Linked DNA regions of Rattus norvegicus: region 2 is linked to region 1. A link is a contact called in public Hi-C data. All regions are on one chromosome and are shown on one strand. Each heading gives the region's core, a stretch centred on a gene start, on an enhancer-like site or on the middle of the called end of the contact. The rest is flanking DNA. Distances are from core to core; before and after follow the strand shown. Region 1 has its middle 55 kb from the start of Hey1. Region 2 holds the start of Hey1 (hes-related family bHLH transcription factor with YRPW motif 1).

The links. Hi-C and Micro-C count contacts between places; a contact is called where the count stands out from the background.
Region 2: a contact with region 1 is called in a Hi-C map of frontal cortex, with 2.4 times the contacts expected there. The contact joins the promoter of Hey1 here to the enhancer-like site in region 1. A contact is called at or near these places in 4 of 12 Hi-C or Micro-C datasets (Schwann cells, frontal cortex, mammary epithelial cells and 1 more) and 1 of 1 datasets of contacts at active chromatin or transcription factors (oligodendrocytes).

What each region holds. Positions count from the first base shown.
Region 1 is chr2:94,944,744-94,952,183 of GRCr8, reverse strand. No RefSeq gene overlaps it. Among named protein-coding and RNA genes, the nearest start is that of Hey1, 55 kb to the left of the region's middle. Within about 2 kb of position 4,488, at least 33 of the 93 cell types and tissues checked have an H3K27ac peak or open chromatin away from gene starts, as enhancers often do. A contact at or near this core is called in Schwann cells, where this site is marked.
Region 2 is chr2:95,000,064-95,007,503 of GRCr8, reverse strand. Hey1 (hes-related family bHLH transcription factor with YRPW motif 1) reads right to left here and starts at 3,569. Exons shown (of 5, transcript NM_001191845.2): 1 at 3,320-3,569; 2 at 3,034-3,109; 3 at 2,811-2,894; 4 at 2,482-2,563; 5 at 1,047-1,615. The coding sequence starts at 3,408. The coding sequence ends at 1,047.

The sequences.
Region 1 (7,440 bases), core at 3,239-5,738:
AAGATCAGAAGACGAGGGTCATTCTTGACTACATAGCAAGTTCAAGGTAGGAGACCCTATCTAACGCAGAAAAGAAAAGAAAAAATCGTGTTTGCAACTTTGAAGGAGTAAGATTTTATTCCCTCATAATAAAATCAACAGCTAAAATCAATACATCAATGTAAATATTTGTTTCATAAATATTTAATAAGCATTTGCTGTGTGCCAGATGCTGTGCTTGGTAGTAAGTACATATTGATAGTGAAACCAACGTGGTCACTGTCTGCAGCATTGCATTCTGGGTGTGAAAAGGTTGTAGTTTCACACTGCTTGGCCTAAAGCAGGAGAGTCCAGCACGCGCTCTCCCTCCACATGTCTGAGGCGGCCTTCAGAGCTGAGCTCCGGAGTCACCCTGTCCTGAGTCTTGACTGTGCGCTCCCACCCAGGTGCTGACCAACTGCTAACCAGCAGATGCTGTGCTGTGTAGAGGTCAGACTGAAAAGGCTGTGAGACATAGGCACTCTGTTGGTCTAAGCTCTTGGGTAAGATATTTTATCTCCCTGTTAATCTGCAAAATAGGCTTCTATTACCCATCTCACAGGGCTATTGTACTGGTCAACTAAATGAACAGTGCCTGGAAAACAGCGAGTGCTCCATGAGTGCCAGCAATTGTCATTCCAAGTTGACCTCATCTCCGTTCTGACTCCACACACAGCCTGGGGGCTTGGCAGGGTGACTTTCCTGTCCTATGTCAGCCACAGCCTCCCTTGCCTGCCACTCTTCCCATGCTCCAACCAATGAAGGAACCTCAGGTTCCCTGAGCGGGTGGTGGGGAGGGGGAGTCCACTTCTCCACTGTACACATAAAGCTCACTTTCTCTAGGAGAGCCCTTATGGTCCTAAGTGTCGGGACACCCTGCTCCCTACTCTCCCTAGGATTGAGGAACTGATTCAAAATCCTTTCAAAAGGTTTACTCTGTTCTTTCCCACAGAGTTGGACTGCCATGCAGCCATAGGTGAGGTCTTCTCTGCAAGCTAAATGGACAGATGGATGAGTGGGGACAGACAGTGGTGGGATACAGGGGACAGAATGGGGCAGTATTTGAAATAATCTACTCATGATATTCAATTCAATGACAGCAGTGAAGGGCACAGAGTGACCCATTGGCCATCACCTTCTCCTGATTCTACGGTGTGCCATTATTAAACTGAAGATATAGGAGCACAGAAGCTGAACAAAAACCAGGGAACTTTCCATATGATGTCACCACCCTGAGCTCTAACTATACCAAACATCTCCCAGTAGACTCAAGACGCTCTCAGCAGCTACATTTCTCTCCATGGGAGTTATGTATGCTGTCAATGAGATTTTCAAGTCTGGAAACTCCATTGGGTGCCCCAAGTAGCACAGGCTTAAGGAGAGCTCATGGCAGAAACAATAATATTTCTGTTCTTTTCTTTTTTGGTGACAGGGTCTCATTATGTAGTCCTGGCTGACTTGGAACTTACTATGTAGCAAATGAAAGGGACATGACCACTCCAAAGCATGGTTGAGAAGGTTTTATTGTAGTTATGAGGGCGAGAAGAGCCAGAGGCATCTATAACTGTCCAGACTGAACCAAGCTATGGGAGGAGAGAGGGAGGGAGAGAATGAGAGAGGAAGAGAAAAGAAAGGAGCAAGAGGGAGGGGAGGAAGCAGATCAAGAGAGCAGCCAAGGACCAAGAGACCAAGAGAGAGCGCTAGCTGAAATGGTAGGAAGATACAGGAAAGGGAAGTTGGGGGAGGGGAAGCAAAGCTCAGTCCCTGAGCTGAAGAGGGTTAGAGTAGGGGGCAAGGTAAGAAAGTATTTGGAGGAGCCACAGATATTGAGTGAGCTTTGTCCTAGGCTTCTTTGAGACCTGATATGTGGACCAAACTGGCCTTGAACTCACAGAGATCTGCCTGCCTCTGTCTCCTAAGTGCTGGGATCAAAAGCATGCATTGTATCTTAATATAGAATGCACTTACCAAAAATACATTCTTGGAGCAAGGGAGACGGCACAGCAGCTATGAGTACGTGCTGTTCTTGCAGAGGAAGAACTGAGTACAGTTTCCAGTACCCACATGAGGTAGCGCAGAACCACCTAGAAAGCTAGGTTCAGGGGATCAGACGCCCTCTTCTGGCCTCCTTGGGCACTCACATGAACATGGTGCATAACTAATTAAGTAAATCCTTATAAAAAGCAAAACCAAAATGCATTCTTTCTTTTAGACCCTACAACAGTGAGCATGCTGAAGGTGCTTTTTGGTTTTCACTTTCTGGCAAAGCACCAGCTCCTCCTAGCATGTGGGCCTCAGAAATAGACCAGCTGGTCTTCAACAGTGGCTGCTCTCTGCTTCTAACCTTTGTTGGTGAGCACCACCTTTGCACCTCTACACTCATTTGGAACTTGAGCTCAATTAGAACCCCACACAGGTTGTTTCCAGACTACTTGAGACAAACTAGATCTGAGGACTCACTCCAGCCTATAATACTAGCATTTCAGAAGGAGAGGTCAAAGCTTGGGGGTTCAAGGTCATCCTTGCCTCCATGTTTGAGGCCAGCCTGGGCTACTTGAGATCCTGCCTCATAACAAACAGGCAGAGCAGTGATGAGTATGTAAAGATCGATGTATGCATTGATCATACCTATGCCCTAATTAAATCATAACTGAATGAGAAAAAGAAATAAAAAGGGAAGGAAAGGACATGACTGCTCATAGGTATGGTGGAGGAGAAAGCTTGTCATAGAGATGTGGGAGGGCATAGCCAGAGGCAGACACATCTGGGAGAGTCCAGAGTGGCCATGACCCTGAACCCTATAGGAAGAAGGGGAAAGGAAGAGAAAAAAGAGAGCCAAGTATAGCAGCCAGGGACCAAAGAAGGGGCAGAGAGAGCAGGTAACCAAAATGTATGAATTACATGGGGAAGAGCCTCTGAGGGAAGGGCAGCCCAGCTGCCCTGGGCTGGAACGTTCAGGGTAAAGAGGGGGAGGATAATGCTGTACTGGGTATGGACTGAAGGATGCTGGGAGAACATGGAGGCCAGGTCTGCTTTGATATGTTAAACAGACACCTCAGCTGTTGGGGAATAATAACATTCTCAACTGCTGTTCTGGGAAATCAACTTACTCATCAGAATTGGGTTCCCTTAAGGCCAAGAAGCATGCCTGCAGTTTGCACCTGAGCGTTGGCTCCAGAAAGTAGAATGGGTTCTGAGTACTGTGGTCTTTTAGTTTTTCCAAAATGCTCGATGCCCGAAATGCAAGATCCCCTACGAGTCTTCCTTATCCCAGCAAAGCAGGGCTGACACTGTCCTAAGCTGGGCATTTTCCTATCTGTGGATCTAGATCTTGTACGATCCGGTTCTCTGTTCAATGGCTTCATCGAGTCTAACTGAGCTGGAAGCTCTTAAGGTTCTTACTTGTGTTTCTTCTCCTCTTTCTTATGAGTGGTATCCCTGAGCACTGAGCTGAGAGAGAGAGAGAGAGAGAGAGAGAGAGAGAGAGAGAAGCCTCAGCAGCCTCATCAAGAGCTTGGTCCTCTCCCAGCAGTTGTTACCGTTAAGCTGTGTGAGTCAACAACCAGGCTCTCTTGTGGTGTACCCCAGAGGAGACAGGCTTGTTTACTTGTCAGAGCCTGAGACTGAGGGGAGCCAATGGCCCCCAAAACTAGCTTTGAAAAATCTTTAATATAAAGCGGTAGTTCTTAAATCCAGGAATCTTTTTCTGGGACTTAAGGGGCACTTCTACAGCATATCATAATACCACTCAGATGACCAAGAACTCCCTAATTTCTTCCCCACAAGATGGAACCTTGTGGGTATCCATCTCCCAAAACCACGCCCTACATCATTCAACAAAGCGTTGACCATGGAGAATTCAAGCCTGGTGTTCAGTGATGCACAGTGTCTGGTCTCCCTCCTGGTTATCATGGTTTTGCACAGCCTTGCATCCATGCCCTGGGGAAAGTTGCCAGTTTTCCTTAGGCCCAGGACATGTACAAAACCAAGAGGGCACACAGCAAGCTCCTAACAGAGGCCTTTGTGGGCAGTGGTCTGGGGTCATTTCCTTATCAGCAGCCACAGGCTCAAAACTGATGTGCAAATCAGAAGATTAGGGAACCCAGGGCAGACCTCAGGTGGTGTTCTCTGCCTGGTTCTGGGGTAGCTGCTGCAGGAATGTTTGCCTCTAGCCTCTTGGTGAGGGATGGGAAAAGAATAAAAGATCGTTTGAAGGCTCCAATTCAATTGGAGTTTACCAAATGCCAGGCCGTGGCTACCCTGGAGAAAAGCATTCTGGTGCCAGCTCCTCCTGGAAAGGCTCTTCCACCCCTGCTGAGGGAGGGGGTGGATTTCAAAGCATCTGACTTCTTACCCTTCTACTAGAACTGGAAGTGTTCCTACTTTGATTTTAAAATGCCTCCCCTCCCACCCCCCACCCCACCCCCAGTTTTCCTTCCTTTGGAGGCCTCCCTAAGAAAAGCTGGTATTCTGGGTCACTGGGAGGGTGGGGGAATTCGTAAACCAAGAAAGCGAATGGGAGGCTTGGTCTGTAGTGTTAGGGCAGCAAAAAAACAACAGCAGCCACCTTTCTGAGAGCTTGCATTGCCTGTTTACAAAATGTTGTAAAACATCCAACTCTAAAGGTAGGGGGAGAGCTACCAAAATCTCTCCTGGAGTTTGCCTTTGGCAGCTGTGGCTCAAAGCTGCACGCCTTTCCCACACCTTCTTAAGCGTGCTTTTCCTCCTTTAGACAAGCAGACTCTGGCTGCCCCATCTTTCCTTAACACCACAGAGCCTTTCTGTCTAACCCCGCCCCCACCCCCTCCAGCCTGCGAAGTCTGGCCTGCACACTGGGGAGAGGTAGACAGTAATTAAGTTAGCTGTTAGCTGCTGAGGGCTGACTTTGGTACCCCATCGCAGCTGCCTGCCTCTGTCTCCCCAGCGGCCCTCCCACGTCTTCCTATGAGACCGGCTGTGTGTGAAGGAGGAGCTGTTTCCCACAGCTCTGATCTAATTCAGCTGAAATTCAATCTCCGTGTGACCCACCTCAGCCAGCCTTCTCCCACCCGCCGCCTGCCTCCAGCGGGCTGTGTGTGCTGCCCACTTACACTGTCAATCCCGTCGCCGCCTCCCTTCCACCAACTCCGGGTGTCAGTTTACAGTGTCAGCAGGCCAGCCCTGGGGGCCTGCCTACTGCCCGGACGCTCACCCCTCATCTCCAATGCTCCAAGGGAGATCACTTTATACCTGCCACTCAGTCGCTTGAATGGGGCTTGTGAGCAGAAAAAGCAGAGAGCCAGCAGAGAGAGAGGCTGAGATCCCGAAACAGATGTAAAAGACATCAGGCTGGAGTTTCCATGGATCTTCAATGCCCAGAAAGATTTATGACCCCTTTAGGCTGCTTATAACATAAATTGAACCTGGGCTTGTTTTTCAGTGAGCGAACAAGCCTGACTGTCATGGATAACCCACCATTGCCCGCGCTGAGGTCCCTGGACTCCTGTCCCTCTTGTTTGCGCCAACTCCCCACCCCCTACCCCGCCCCAAGCTTCATCCTTTAGCTAACCTCTGTGTTTTGTGAGGACATCTCCTCGGACATATTCTAGAAGTCTCCATCCTTGCACAGCCCAACACCCAATGCCCCAAGCAGCTTTGTCTCCAATTAGTATTCTCAGTTCGGATTTGCAAGAGATGGTAAATCTCTTTTAGCAAGGCCGGTACTGCAGAGGGCCGAACTGGCCAGTGATGCAGGGGCCCTGGCACTGGCCTGACTGTTACCTAATCATGTTATACTGGATCATGCGCACTTTCTTTTGACCACAAAAGCTTTGAACTTTGCTTTGCACTTCCTGCAAGGGGAGGATTCCTACCTAGGGGCAGGGAGGCACAGAAAGGCACAGGGTTGCCCCACCCTTTTATAAGCTCAATGAATCTAAAGGGTAGGGGTTTTCAGAGGCGTCATAATTAGAAATGATGTGTCAGGGCAGGCAAGCCCCTCTTGAACCTGACCTTGCCTGCCTTCACCAGCGGAACATGGGAAGTTCGATCTGGCTTGGGTTCAGAGCTCCCACGGAATCCTAGTCATCTCTTAGTTTCATTCATTTTGTGGCACACGGTGGGGACATGACACACTCAGCTTTATTTTTATTATTCTAAAAATAAAAATGTAATTCTCATTAAAAAAGATTCCCCTAGCTAACAGCCTGCTTGTTTCATGGACAGGTGAGGCTCGCTTCTGCCACCTCCAGTTCCCAGACACCCATTCTGTCCCTGCGGGCGGCCAAGGGCAGCCCTGTATTTGTATTCAGTCTGGAAAGTTTACAGATCACCATGTCTCCTCCTTTCTTCTTGGAGACAGTGAATAGTTGTGCCCAGAAGAGAAGGAAATTCTCAAGCACTTACAAATACAAAAGCACAGCTTTAAACTCTGCCTGGCTACAGTTAGGCTGTGTCCTGGCACGAGGTGTGGGGGATAAAGAGACATGGTTTAGTGGGGAGGATGGTCTCCTACTCGGGGAACAAGAAGAATGTTACAGCCTAGCTCAGAAATAATAGCCTCCCGAGTCCTGAGAAACTGCCCAAATTGTTAACACATCAATCTTAAGGAAACAAGTCTAGCCCTTGCCGACTTAATTTCATATAATTATTTCAGAGTTTGAGTCTTTACAAGAAAGAGGGAGTGGAGGGGAGCGATCTGAAAATTGAAGGGGCCGAACAGAGAAGAATGAGATTTTCTTTGTTTCGAAGAGTCCCGTTTCTGCCCCTGCCCAGGGCTTGCTCCCGGCTTTCATCTCTCAGGAGTGAAGGCAATGCTCACTGACAGACAGCATGAGGAGCTTCAGAGACAGGAGCTCCGCCCATCTCTAAGGGCTGCTTCAGGAAGCTCCATCTTGTGCACTGAGTCCCAAGTCCACAGTGAGGTGGAGTTAGGAGACCCTCCGACCAGCCTCCATGCGGCTGCCCTGAAGACGCAAGTCTATCTGGAAACTGTTGGTGACAATGCCTACTTCCTGGTCACGAGAGGACTCCAAAACAGGAACATTTTGAAGGCTGCTATCCAAATGAGAAGCCTTAAAAGTTGTCTAAGTAGAATTAGCATCTTTTGTTTGTATTTGTGTTGGGTCATACGCACTAATATTCACAGAAGAGTACAATATTGGTATATAAACACAAACCGTGGGCACCATTTAAAATGCAAATCACAGCTACACATCATGGTATGTATTCTGTTATAATAGCACTTGGGAGGCAGAAGCAGAGGAATCAAGGCCATCCCTTACATATAGGAACTTTAAGGCCAGTCTGAGCTACACGAGACCCTGTGTCAAAAAAACAAAAAACAAAAAACAAGTAGGGCCAGCAAGATGGCTCAAGAGAAAAACAGATTGGCTGCCAAGCCTAGTAACAAGTTTGAGCCATAGTGGAAGGAGAAAATGAATT
Region 2 (7,440 bases), core at 2,320-4,819, 56 kb before region 1:
AATGAATGAGAAGGCAGAGAAGCCCTTTTAAGTATTGCAAGAACCACATTTTCATGCACCAAATAGGAAAACACAACATAAAAATTTCCACTTAAAAGAAAATACGGCAGTTCCAGGGAAAGCGGGTAATGTGTTTAACAGGCACTGACTGCTTTTGGACTACGATCACTTCTGCAAGTCGACCCTTGTGAACTTGAGATCCGAGAGACTGAAAATGCTTTGCATGGCCGGGGTCTGCAAGGTGCAGGCGTGGTCTACATAATTGTCTTACTTGCTGCCACCGCTCCAAATGGGGACCTAGCCTACCAGTGGCTGTTTCTAAACCTGAAATATCAGAAAGGCCGGGCAGGCCACAGTAGCTGTTCATCTGGATTCAGGGCCACTGACGAGTTTGTCCACTCACCTCACTGCTCTAAGAGGCAGAGAGCCACTGACGAGTTTGTCCACTCACCTCACTGCTCTAAGAGGCAGAGAGCTAATGTCTCTAGAATAAAGCTGATCATCTGATTTGTCAACGCTTTGTTTGGAAATATAATGCTTTGCTGACCCTCCCTCCCCAAAGAGTATCACTTGTACAACACCTTAATCTGTCAACGTATTAACAAAATCATGTTAACATTGAGCATAGTGGTTTGGGAAACGAATCCTCAAAAGATTGCAACTTACAGAGCCGGGAGACAGATCCCAAACACTAATGTTAAGATTTCCCCAAGCTGGGGCAAATGGAATCATTCTTGGACAGACAGATTTATACAGTAAATGAGGCACAGAACAGTCAACAGATCAAAGTATTGGTTCATAATCACTACCTCAATTGGATCTTTTAAACAAAAATTAACTAATTTTTTTAAAACTGCTAATGCATGACATGATAAAAAAATTAAAGAAAAAAGTAAACCAACAAACCTTTAGTCTTTAGAAAAAAATTATCTGAAAATGTACCTTTTTCCTGACCTTTACTGACGACTTTAAGGTGGTGTTGGCAACTGTCCCAGCACACCTGGGATTTTAAGCTTTCCCCTCCCTTGTTCTACAGCATCAGTTCTTTAGAAAGCTCCAATCTCTGTCCCCCAAGGTCTATAGGGCTTGCCAAGGTTTGCTGCCTGTGAGGGTGTCGAAGGACTCAGTAGATGAAAGGAGCTGAAGGAGAAGGGGAAGGCTGAGAGTGAGGCCACGGAGGAGAGCAGTGGCGGCGACAGTTTGGAGGCTGAGGTCACCACGGGAAGCACTGGTCCCAAGCCGCCACTAGGGGGCGCTCGCAAGGCCGGCGCCTCAGGATGGGCAGAGGCCAGCCTGCCCTGGTGATGCGGCTCCGTGGGTGACGCCGTAGTGCCAGCGTTCCCGTGGCCATTCTGGGGCAGCAGCAGCGGGTGTGCGATGTGTGGGTGATGTCCGAAGGCGCTTCCCCAAGGAATGTGTCCGAGGCCCCCGTGAGCGCCGCTCGCGGCTTCCCGCTGGGATGCGTAGTTGTTGAGATGGGAGACCAGGCGAACACGAAGCGGATCGGAGGCATCGAGTCCTTCAATGATGCTCAGATAACGGGCAACTTCAGCCAGGCATTCCCGAAACCCCAAACTCCGATAGTCCATAGCCAGGGCGTGCGCGTCAAAATAACCTGTGCACAAAAACAAAAGAAAACCTTCAAGGCTCTGCTCATTTCCTGAATTTCTTCCACTCCAAAGGCAGCCCTTCCTGGCAACTACGTACAGGAATAAAACAGCACAGATCATGCTTGGGTCCTGCAAGCCCAAATACTTTGGAGCTGACCAAAATCTTTGCATTAATCAACATTATATGTTTGCTAATGCAAGTTCAAAGTCCAATTAGAAGCTGCTGGGCAGAAATTGGAATTCTACCCTACCAGCAGTTGAAACTATGTTCTCTCCTTTAATGTTTTCCCTCCACAACAACAAAAAATACATCAAGGACAGAGAAACCACAGAGCAGTGAAATTCATTAGACACACAGATGTAAGTTATCATCGTGGAGCTTTTAGGCACGTGGTCCTTGGTGAAGAATCTGGGGGCTGGAGACAGACACCGACTTCAGTCTCTCGCCCTGTTAGATTTTTTTTTCTCTACTTAGCCCCAGCAGGTCTCTTTCCTCCAAATTCTTTTGGCAGTTCGTTTTCTAAATCCTCTATATGAGGCTATCTAGTTGTTGTTTTTAACAAGCCATTTCCCAAGGTTTTCTTAAATAGTAACAGACAAATGTGACTGACTTGACCTAAATCAGGGCTGTCACAACTGGAGGAGCTCCTGGAGAAGGCACTTGCTGAAAGGTGCATTAGCTCATTGAGAGAGGACTAGGGTGATGTATTCGCTGTTCAAGAACCCATGTGCTGTGGAAGGTGCACTGGTTGGCAATCACATACAGCTCTCTCCCCACCCCCAAAGCAAAAGCAGGCAGGGACTGCACCAATCCCAGACTGCGCTTGCTGCTCCCTCCACGCGCAGAGCCAGCTGAGCTGGAGAGGAATACCTTTCCCTCCTGCAGTGTGCAGCATTTTCAGGTGATCCACAGTCATCTGCAAGATCTCAGCTTTTTCTAGCTTCGCAGATCCCTAAGAAGATGACAAGAGGCTTATTCGACACAAGTGCTTTTGGAGAACTTAAAATATGCACACGAACATGCATACATGTAAAATACAAACGTAAACAAAAGCAAAACGAGATGTATCCACAAAAATCTGTTGGAATTTGTGTAAGGACGTTCAACGACCTGGCACAAATGGAGGTTAGAAGCATGGAGGAGAGGAAATCAGAAGGTGCTGAAGGCTACACTAGGCGCTCTCATACTTCCTCCATTACCTGCTTCTCAAAAGCACTGGGTACCAGCCTTCTCAGCTCAGACAAACTGTTATTGATTCGGTCTCGTCGGCGCTTCTCGATGATCTATGGGAAGCAGACAAAAACAAAGGAAGGCATTTCCATTATGACTGTACATTCCAATGAGGAGCAATGTGGTTCTTTCCGTTAGTTAATATAACAATGTGCATATGTGTTTAAATTGGGGGGGGGGGGAGATACTCACGCCTCTCCGTCTTTTCCGGGCCAAAACCTGGGACGATGTGGTTGGGGACATGGAACCCAGCGCCGAACTCAAGTTTCTGTAAGATGGGAAGCAATTGCCTTGAGAAAGGATGAGGAGTCAGAGCCTTCCTACACTCAGATTTCTTTGGCAACTTGAGCTGGATAGAGCGGAGAGGATCGCTCACAGCCAGAAGCGGCCGGCCCACGACTCCCGGCAATGGGGACCCAGCACCAGCGCACCCCATCCTCTCCTCCGGCTCCGGATCGGCCGGACGCCGCTAACTCACCCATTCTCGTCTGCGCTCTCCTTCTCCACCTCGATGGTCTCGTCCAGCTCACTATCAGAGGAGCTGTAGTCCGGGTGAGCTCTCTTCATGGTGGCGGAGCGCGGGCTCCCAGGAGGGTCGCGCGGCGGGCAGGGAGGAGTTAACTGCGCGGCCGCTCGGCGCTCGGCTGCAGGCGGTGCGTGCACACTGATCCCACTCACGCTCAGCCTCTGGTTAAAACTCAACCATCCCTTTCCCACGCTGCGCCCCTTCCCAGGGATAGGGGGAGGGCGGAGGAGGCGGGGAGGTTGGGGCAGGGGCGGGGCCGCGGCTCCCGGGCAACCGCGGGCTCCCGCCAATCGGCGCCTCGCTACGCGGATTGGCAGCCGCAGTGGGGCGGGACGAGCAGACCAGGCCCGCTGCGCCCCGCCCCTGGAGCCCGCCCCTGCCCGGCGGCAGTGCGTCGGCTCTGCGGGAGCTCGGCTGGGGGCCGCGGGCGGCGGTGGGCCGGCGGCGGGCAGGAATGGAGGGCCGGCCGGGGACACCAGCCCGGCAATAGCCACCGACCCGCCCCACCCGGCGCGCCCCGATTGGCCTGGCCGTGTGCCAGGGCCGCGCCTGCAGCGCCGCCGGTGAGCCGCACGCGCCGCGGGCCGTGGGAAAGTGCCGGCGCCCCGGCCGCCAGCCAATCCGGACGGACGGCGACGGCGGCCGCGCTGGCGGCGGCGGCGGCAGCTCTGGGCGTCCGCATGAATGGAGAAGAATAGCCTGGCGGGGGAGCGGGGCTGCGCGAGGGCGCGCCTGCCGGGCTCCTGGTGTGAACCTGTAATCGGAGTCCGGGCGCCGGCGGGCCCCGGAAGCCCCTGCCCGCGTCCGGCTCTCGGCACTGCTGTCGGTGCCCAGCGGCGGGAGGCGCGCACAGTTGGCGGATCCTGCAGGAACAGTCGCCCGAGGCGCCGCTCGTTTGGGTGGTGGCCACCAGCTCTGGGAGCAGAGCCTGGGGCGCCGATCAAGGGATGCTGCCTTTTGGGCTCTGGGAGCCCGTGACAATCCTTCAGGGCTTCTCAACTCCGGGACGCATCTCATTCCCGGGAAAGTGGACCGCTTGTTTTCTGGGTTAGCTTGAGGGAGGGCTAGCTGTCCCCGGAGACATTCATTATGTTGGGATTTTTGCTGTTGTTTTGTTTTGTTTTTGCCCTCCCTTCCCCCTAGAGTTGGCGGCCAGATCCTCTCAGCAGGCGACAGGGTGGCGGCCTGAGTGTTTGCTTCTGAGTCTGACTTCGCTGCGGGGATGCACGTTTCTGGCCGGCACCGCGCAAACACACATCATCCCTTTGGTCTCATTTGGGGCAGGCATTTGGGGTGCTATATGAGGTTCTGCACACCGTTCTCCCCGCTTCCCCACCAGGAAGGCCGACTTTTAAAAATAGTTTGGTTCCCGAGTCCAGAGTTCATAGAAGTAGACGTCCTAGAGAAAACCCAGTCTATCCCGCTCAAAGGTAGTGAGTGCACTTTGGGATCCACTCTTGGAGCCTGCAATCCTGTCTGTGAAACAAAACTTCATAAACGTTGAGAAGAGTAAAGCAAACTCATCGCCTTTGCAAGCAATTCTGTTTCTAGACCTCAAGAGTTCCATGAGTGCAGACTAAAGCCAACCCCTAGGTCCAGTCCTCCATCTGCACACACTTTAGACCACCTCCTGCGTCCTTTGAAAGTTCTTACTGCACTTCACCCTAAGGTCCAGCTAGCTCCTCAGCCCTCCCGGGCTCCTCTGAAAAGGGGAGGTCGCTCCATCTTGTCTTTGTTCTTCCTAGTGCTCATATCCCACCACATAACGCTTAGGGGTGGTCAATCCAAGGTCAGGTTCACTGCCTTCTTCCCTATCCACGTTCTCCATGTTTGCAGCTGAGCTTCTAAAGGGCTCCTGCAACAAACTGTAGCTCACCTCCAAACCTCTCTCTGCTGCCTCCACCTTCAGGGCCTCATAACACCTGCCTCTGACCGCCTGGTGATTCACAGTCTCCTTCCCATCCCTTATCTCTCCCTAAAGTGACAGAGCACCCTGCACCTGAATCAGCATGATCTCTACTGTGTAGCTCTCAACTTTCTGGGTCAGTGACACCTAGGGCAAGGCCTTCTTTGTTTTGGCCAATTTGGGCTGTGCTGGGACAGAAGCAAGCAGAGGTTGGCTGATAAAAATAAATGGTTAAAGTTGAGGGTGCTTGATTTTACACCATTTTAGATACCGACATTCCTCACACATATATGCATACTGTGGAAAATGAGGCTATCCTGTTGGGCATGTGAGATTGTGCGGCTAATCATAGAACTTGGGAAGAAGAGGCAAAATTTCATGAGTTCGAGCCCAGCCTATGCTATATACAGTTCAAGGTTCTCCTGAATTGTATGTATAATAAGACCCTGTACAAAAAAAAAAAAAAAAAAAAAAGTTGTGGCTATAATTCAGGAACCCAGCCCTTGTTTAGCACCACAAAGTAACATAGCTGCTTATCCATCTGTCCATTTACTCAGAACTTACGTAGTGTCTTCGACATGCCTGGCACAATGCTGGCACCCGAGGGACAAAGGTGACAAGAGGTGATAAGCTCCACTTTCTCAGAACTCACATCCCAGGGAGACAATACACAATGAGCACAAGTAGGACAGCTATAGGTACCCCCAAAGCCTAGTGGCACCTTCTGATAAGGAGACAAAAGAGAATGGGGCCCCTTTTATGAGGCCTGGGGGTCGTTTTCAGAGCTGACCAGAAATGTAAGATGGAGATGTGATCAGAAGCCAGGAAGGAAGGGGTGGTAGTGAGCGCTTCCCTTGGGTAGTGGCGTCTGAGAGTGCCAGGCTGTTTTCTGACCTGTTGCTAGCTATAGGCATTTTTTTTTTCTGGGAGATTTTGGGCACCTTGCAAAATGAATAGGAGAGCTCCAGGCCTGGCCTTTAAGAAAAGGGCCTTTGTATAACTCAAGTCCCTACTGCAGGACCTGCAGGAGACCCTTGTTCTGCACTGTGCTATCAGTGCGGGAGGTCTCACTAAATGCTGCTGGAATGAGGCCTCATCTGCAGCTCAGAAAGAAGGAAGGGTGGCTTCATGGCCCCAGCTTTCAGTCAACTTGTTGTATCCACTATGAAGCAAAAAAGTCGTTGTAACAGCCTGCCTTAAATCTCAGCTCTCAAGAGACTGAGTCAGCCAGATCTTAACTTTGAGGCCAGCCTGATCCACATGTGGAGTTGCAGGCCAATGCTGTGTGGTGAATCCCTGTCTCCAAAATGGTTTGTGTCAAAACAACTCTTAAGAGTTACTCACTTGGACTTGAGCTTTGTACACGGAGTTAAGTATACTGTCCAATCATCTGCAAATAGTGATATTTTGACTTCTTCCTTTCCAACTTGTAATCATTTGACTTCCTTTGTTGTGTAATTGCTCTGGCTAGGACTTCATGTACTATATACTATATTGAATAAGTAGGGAGAGAGTGGGCAGCCTTGTCTGGTCCCTGATTTTAGTGGGATTGCTTCAAGTTTCTCTCCATTTAGTGTGATGTTGGCTACTGGTTTGCTGTTTATTGCTTTTACTGTGTTTAGGTGTGGGCCTTGAATTCCTGATCTTTCCAGGACTTTTATCATGAAGGGGTATTGAATTTTGTCAAATGCTTTCTCAGCATCTAATGAAATGATCATGTGGTTTTGTTCTTTCAGTTTGTTTATATAATGGATTAATTAGATGGATTTCTGTACCCATGCATCCACTACATCCCTGCATCCGCTAAAACTAATAGAAGAAAGAGTGGAGAAGAGCCTAGAACACATGGGCTTAGGGGGAAATTTCCTGAACAGAACATCATTGGCTTCTGCTCTAAGATCACCAATTGACAAATGGGGCCTCATAAAATTGCAAAACTTCTATAAGGAAAAGGATACTGTCAATAGGACAAAACAGCAACCAGCAGATTGAGAAAAGATCTTTATCATTCCTATATCTGATAGAGGGCTAATATCCAATATATACAAAGAACTCAAGAAGTTAGACTCCAGAGAATCAAATAACCCTATATAAAAATGGGGTACAGAGCTAAACAAAGAATTCTCAGCCAAGGAATATCACATGGCTGAGAAGTACCTAAAGAAAT